Regions from separate parts of the Gossypium arboreum genome. Here region 1 is linked to region 2. A link is a contact called in public Hi-C data. All regions are on one chromosome and are shown on one strand. The core of a region is the stretch at or near the end of the contact, and the rest is flanking DNA. Distances in the headings are between cores, read along the strand shown.

Region 1 (3,123 bases), core at 588-3,087, 39 kb before region 2:
TTATCATCTACCTATTATTTTTTCGAGTTTTTATTTGTCTTTTAATATTTTTATATTCTATCAATATAATCTTCAATATAAAAATTTGAACAATTCAAGCCCTTAATATTTACAAAAATTGTCATTTTAATTCTAATTCTAAAAAATTAATAAATTTGATCTTCAACATTTATAAAATTTATCAATCTAATCCTAACTTTGAAAATAAAATAAAAACTTCAAAAGTTTATTTTTATTTATAACTCAATAAGAAAAAGAGTATAGTCTTTATAAACACGGTATAATTTTTTTATTCCACAAGTAACTTTAAAAATTTGATATAAGACTTCTTTTAAATATCTTATTACCCTATAACACACTTGTCAACACTTAATCATGAGTCTAAACACTCCTTTGGGAATGCATTAAATATTTTCTCTAATTAAAATATTATTCAATTGAATTAATTTTATAAAAAAATTATTTTAAGTTTTTCCTATTTTCTTATAAATAAATATAGAAAATTAGTAATACTTTTATACTATAATTTAAATTAATTTTCTTATTGAAAATAATTTATAAGTGTAATCTATAATTTATATCTTAATGAGACAAATATCAAAATTACACGTGAGCTTTGTTTGTGGTTCAAACATACACATTAAATTTTGATTCAATTGTACACATTTAAATAAAAGATATTTTTTTATTTTCATATTGGATTAATATAATTGTTTGTGTGTATACTATATAAATGTAAAATTATGCTATGTTGATAATGCGTGCTACCAGTTTATAAAAATTTAATAAAAGTAAAATTTCATGTATAAAATTATAGGTGACTTCTTAACTTGTTGGTGGCAAACTTACTATTCAAACAGGCCTTAAGGTGAATGGGTATAACAATTAATAATTTATAAATAATGATTTAGCTTTACAAGTCTATCATACCCAAATTGAAACGGGGTTTGTGAGATTTTTTTTTTAAAATATCACTACACCTTGTGATCTAATTTAGAAATTTTATTTTACAAAATTAAGGTAAAATTTAAAAAATAATATTCTGTTTTTATAATATAATTGGATTAAAAATATGACTACACCATGTAAGAAATTCATCTCAAATTTTATTATAAATATATTCTATTTGTAGTTGAGAGGTATCTCTATTATAAAGATTTAATCAAAATCAGTCACTCTAAATTAGAATATACTTGATATTTACTGTAATTAATAATTTTAAAATTATTTATAAAATAAATAAATAAAAATATGACGTGATAATGAATGGAATGTTGTATCAACTCTAACCATATAATATATACAGCATCTCTTTGAGTAGGACATTATTTATTTTTAAGAAATGGATGAAATAAGTTTGTTTCTAGAATGCACCCAATAACAGATTATAACCAGAAGTCAACTTATTCACACACGAGTGGATCTAGAACATCTTCTTTGACCAACGGTGAGATCCTATTTTTATTGGCAAACAAAAACATAGTCAGAATACGTGGGTTAACCTACATCATTCAATCATCTTGTCTTCTTCCTTCATCTTTCCTTAATTTACGCGCTGCAAGTCTGAAAACCCCTATATAAATCCTCCTTAAATCCCCATAACTTACCCAATCCATCCAAAAAAGTAACAAAAACCCAATCTTGATCAAGCTTTCCTCAGTTTTAAAGATGATGAAAGAGGTGGTATACATGCAAAATTGGCGTGCAGTGGCACCATCCCCTCTCATTAATCCCAGAAAATCTTCCACATATCCAAGGCTAGAGACCATTCATGAAGAAGGGTGTGAAAATCATTCAGTTTTTTCAAAGAAATTCTTGCTGGTTCTCCCCCTTGTCTTGTCTACGGCTGTCTATTTCTTGGTAAACAAGGATTTGACTCTGTGTGCATGAGCCCTTCCAATGCTTTTTTTTGCTTCAAAGGGATCTGGGAAAACTGTGGCTTTCTCCCCCCTTTCTTTGCTTGAGATATGAGAAGCCTGGAAAATGGAGAATCTCAATAAATTCAATGCCAGGGAGAGATGAATGTTCAATAAGTTTATAGCATTGTAATGTGTGAGGATATGAGATAGATGGTGGGCAAATCTGCTTTGACGTTCATAATTTGTAAATCGTGTTTTATCATCATATCAATCCAACGTTTCCCAGTCTCTGGTTTTTGAAAGTTTCTGATTGCAATAGCTTTGAACATTGGCTAAAATTTTCCTGCTTTAGAAAGGCCTGCAACCACCAGCTAACAAATCTAACAATCTAATTCACTGCTTGCTAACTCTGGTTAATTAATATAATAACTAGTGATTCTAGCCTTTAGGGTACACAAATGAACCCAATTCTTTGCATAATGAAAATATTTCCTGCTTATTGTATGGAAAGTTGGCCAAAATTATAATTTACTCCAAAAACAGAGTATCTCGACTTGGGCAGTAATGGTTAAAGAATCCCCTGGTTATCACCATTGATTTGTGTGTTTTTATTTTAATTTATTTCTTAATTTCAATTTGGAAAGTGGCTTACGCATTCGCTGACATGGTCCAACTGGACATTTTGACAGTTCAAATGGTTGCTTGTAGTTCTAGAAGCCACCACTTGAAAATTGCCAGCTTGAGATCATCGTATGAGTTGGGCTCTCTCTAGAGACATTGCTTGGTGGCCTTGGACCTCACATCATTCCCATTTCTCCTTTTTAATAACCAAATTAGAAATTCCAAATTTTCTTTTTTTTTTGTCAATGCGCACATGGCGACATGGCGACACCAAAATCATTTAGTGTGGAATTTCTTAGTCTTGTGATGTACGAAATATACCCACTTCCATCCTTACAATATGCTTGATTAAGATCACAACTCCTTATTTTACACACATGCAATTGCATTCATTGTACTTCTTTTTCTTTTTGCTCCCTCTGTTGGTAGCAGGGGATCTGCTTTTCGATTGAATATGTCCATTTATCTATAACGTCTAGATGAAGAAACAGTGTTATATGTCCAGGTATAATAGAGCAAAAAGATGCAGCTAAAGTGCTTTTCCATTGAATATGTCCACGTGCTTGGATAATTTAATTACGTTTTAATCCCTCTAACACATGGAACTTCCTTCGGTTAATTACTTAAAAATATTTAAAATTAT
Region 2 (3,036 bases), core at 321-2,820:
TGCTGGGTTCGCAATAAGCCAAAACGTTTCTTCAAAAGAACTCTTTGTCTGGAATATTTGTCATCAGGGGAGAATCGAGCTGCACGAATGTTGGGGAAAAAAAGTAACTATAACCCATAATAACACTTTCTAGTAAGATCTCTACGCAACTTTCACATAATCATTAAAAACAAAAGATCATACAACAACCTAACATGGATTCAAGCCAACATCAACATCCACCATATTTGAGTGCCATAGATGGCAAAATTTACTAGCAACTTGCCAGTAAAAGCAGAGAATGAGTAACAGATGGGTAATGACCATGAAATCAGAACAACACTTCCGATTCTCAGCCAAAATGGACCTCTTTTCTTGATTTTCAGATTAAACCAGACAAAACTACCATATGCAGATCAAAGCAGCCCTTAGAAAGGCAATTATATATTTAAATGTTAAAGCAACCAATAAGAGTTTGTTCAGACGCCTCATAAAACATAATGAATTCCTAAACAGCAGTGTATGCCGGAAATTATATAAACACATCAGGCCTTATTACCTGGATGAGCAGACTGAGTAGGCATCCCCACCGGTGATTCTTTCTGCATATAAAAATCGATATAAATGTAATTATAGAGAAAAAAACTGTTGGAATATTGATTATACATATATTAGAAAACCCCAGAAAAAAAAAATACCAAAACGTGATTATATGCTGAAAGCCAAAAGGTAAAGAGATTAAAATCTAATCCTAGTATCAATTTTCACCATTTAATTCATTTTTCAGGACAGGTTAAGTTTATTCAGCCATTAACTCCCTCAATAATCATGGAACAGACACCCTACCAAGAGAAAAAAAAATGATTGAAGTTCTCAACATTTCAAAGAACTAGTCTCAGTTTTAGTACATGTTTAAGATCAAACTAAGCTAAAAACTCAGCTTTTAAAAAAAAAAAAAAGTTATAACTAATAATTCCAAATTTGCTTAAACCAAGTTCATATAAATCTTATTCATAGCTTAGAATCTGTTTCTAAAGGTTAAAATCTCAGTTTTATAGATAAGATTTATCACTAAAACCTTAGGTTTGATTCTTTCTTTTAAGGTTAAAACCTCAGTTTTAGATTTTCATTATGGCATACAAAGTTGTCTTTACCAAGTCTCAATCACCATAAACGATATAAAAAATTGAGAGAGTAACACGAACCTCAGATAGTTTCTAGCTTTAACTAATTGTTATCAGTAAAAAAAATTTTAAAAAAAAAAGAAGAAAAATTATGGGACTTTACCTTAGTGGTGTAAACTTTGTCACCATTATCGTTAATGTAGAACTGGAGATACATCTTATCCGAATAAAAGGAACAACAACTGCAGAAAGAGAAAAAGATTAGAACCTTTATGCAATGAATAGAAAACCATGCATAAGGAGAAATTTGTCACTTTGTGATCGGAGCCGCACCTTCTGAGATTGGGGGAGGCAGGAGAAGGAATGAAAGAAATTTGAACTTTTAGGGTTTTAGACTTTCATAGCGGCAATGGGCCATTACAGGCTTAATAACAGCTATCCTTGAAATTGGGTTTGTTTTAATGATTTGTTAGGAGTTAGTTTGGACAAATAATTTAAAAATTTTAAGATTTTTAAAATGTTTATATTTTAAATTTTATTTATTTAAAATGTCAGTTATTCTAATTGTTTTGTTTGGAATTAAAATTTTATAAATTAAAAATAAAAAATATTAAAAATAAATAATATAAAAATTTAATATGAATATGATTATATTTATAAATAATTTTAATAAAATAAAATTTAAAAATATATATTAAAATTAAATAAAAATGATTTTTGAAATTTAAGTTTTATCTTATAGTCGACTATTGTATATTAAATAAAATTCCAAGGGACATATAAATAGGACTTTTAGTTGCTTGCGTAGCATGAGGCTTTTAGGTTTTTTCTCTCGTTTTTTGTCTGCCGACAATAGTAAAGTTGGAGATTTTCCTCCGATATACTAAACCTGTTAGGTTTTATTCTAATACATCCAGGATCTATTTGCAGCATCAACTTAAAAATCCATGTAGGAAGAATTGGTGAATCTAAATATTGCCGACGAGGAAGAAGAACCAATATACGATCAACAGGATGTAAAGGAAAGCAAAGAGGAATTCAATCTATGTCTGGTGGGGAAGGTTCTGACAAATAGTGAGGTCCATTTTCCGTCAATGAGAAACATGCTCGTTGAACTTTGGCATCCTATTGAAAGAGTATCTATATCAGAAATTGAGGATAAAATGGTTCTTTTTCAGTTTTAAAATGAGTTGGATATCAAGAAAGTAATAAGAGGGATCCCTTGGTTTTTCAATAGACATTTAATTCTCTTTCATCGATTGGAAAGAGGAGAAAATCCGGTTCAAGTCCCTCTGATTTTTCAAAATTTTAGGTGCAAATTCATAATCTACCAATAGGGGCTATGTCGGAAGGGATGGCAAGATAGTTGAGTAACTTCATTAGGAAATTCTTAGAATATAATGCTACAATAATTACTAGGAGCGTTAAAAACATTTATACGTGTAAAGGTACAATTGGATATGCAAAGCCCCCTTAAAAAGAAAGAAGCGCATCATATATGGATAAGGTAAATCTACCTATGCAATTTTTCAATAGGAAAAACTCTCTTTGTTCTGTTTTTTATGTGGACGATTAGGGCACGGAGAAAGTTTCAGCCCACTATGATTATCTTTGGGAACCCATGTGACAGCCCAAAATTGACCCTAGTCGGAAGGTGGTCTCGGGACCACAAAACCGAGGCATAAAAATAATTAAAAATTTATTTTGATGCCTATAATATGTGTGTGCTCATGTATGACATTTTATGATGATTGATTTAGTGTTATAAGGGTGAATTCCACAAGAAAGGACTTAGTAATGAACTTTGAAAGTATGATAGGAAATGTGTGATGACTAATTAAAGCATGCATGCAAAATAATGGACTTGCATGTCAAATTCCCCTTTATAGGTGGTGGCCGGCCATGACAAGGAGGATGGGCTAAACATGTCATG

The links. Hi-C and Micro-C count contacts between places; a contact is called where the count stands out from the background.
Region 1: a contact with region 2 is called in a Hi-C map of leaf, with 2.6 times the contacts expected there. The contact joins the enhancer-like site here to the promoter of LOC108482043 in region 2. A contact is called at or near these places in 2 of 5 Hi-C or Micro-C datasets (both in leaf).

What each region holds. Positions count from the first base shown.
Region 1 is chr6:20,368,570-20,371,692 of ASM2569848v2, reverse strand. No RefSeq gene overlaps it. Among protein-coding and RNA genes, the nearest start is that of LOC108483726, 6.1 kb to the left of the region's middle. Within about 2 kb of position 1,837, at least 2 of the 2 cell types and tissues checked have an H3K27ac peak or open chromatin away from gene starts, as enhancers often do. A contact at or near this core is called in leaf, where this site is marked.
Region 2 is chr6:20,329,292-20,332,327 of ASM2569848v2, reverse strand. LOC108482043 (H/ACA ribonucleoprotein complex subunit 3-like protein) reads right to left here and starts at 1,570. Exons shown (of 4, transcript XM_017785149.2): 1 at 1,437-1,570; 2 at 1,267-1,345; 3 at 539-581; 4 at 1-79. The coding sequence starts at 1,320.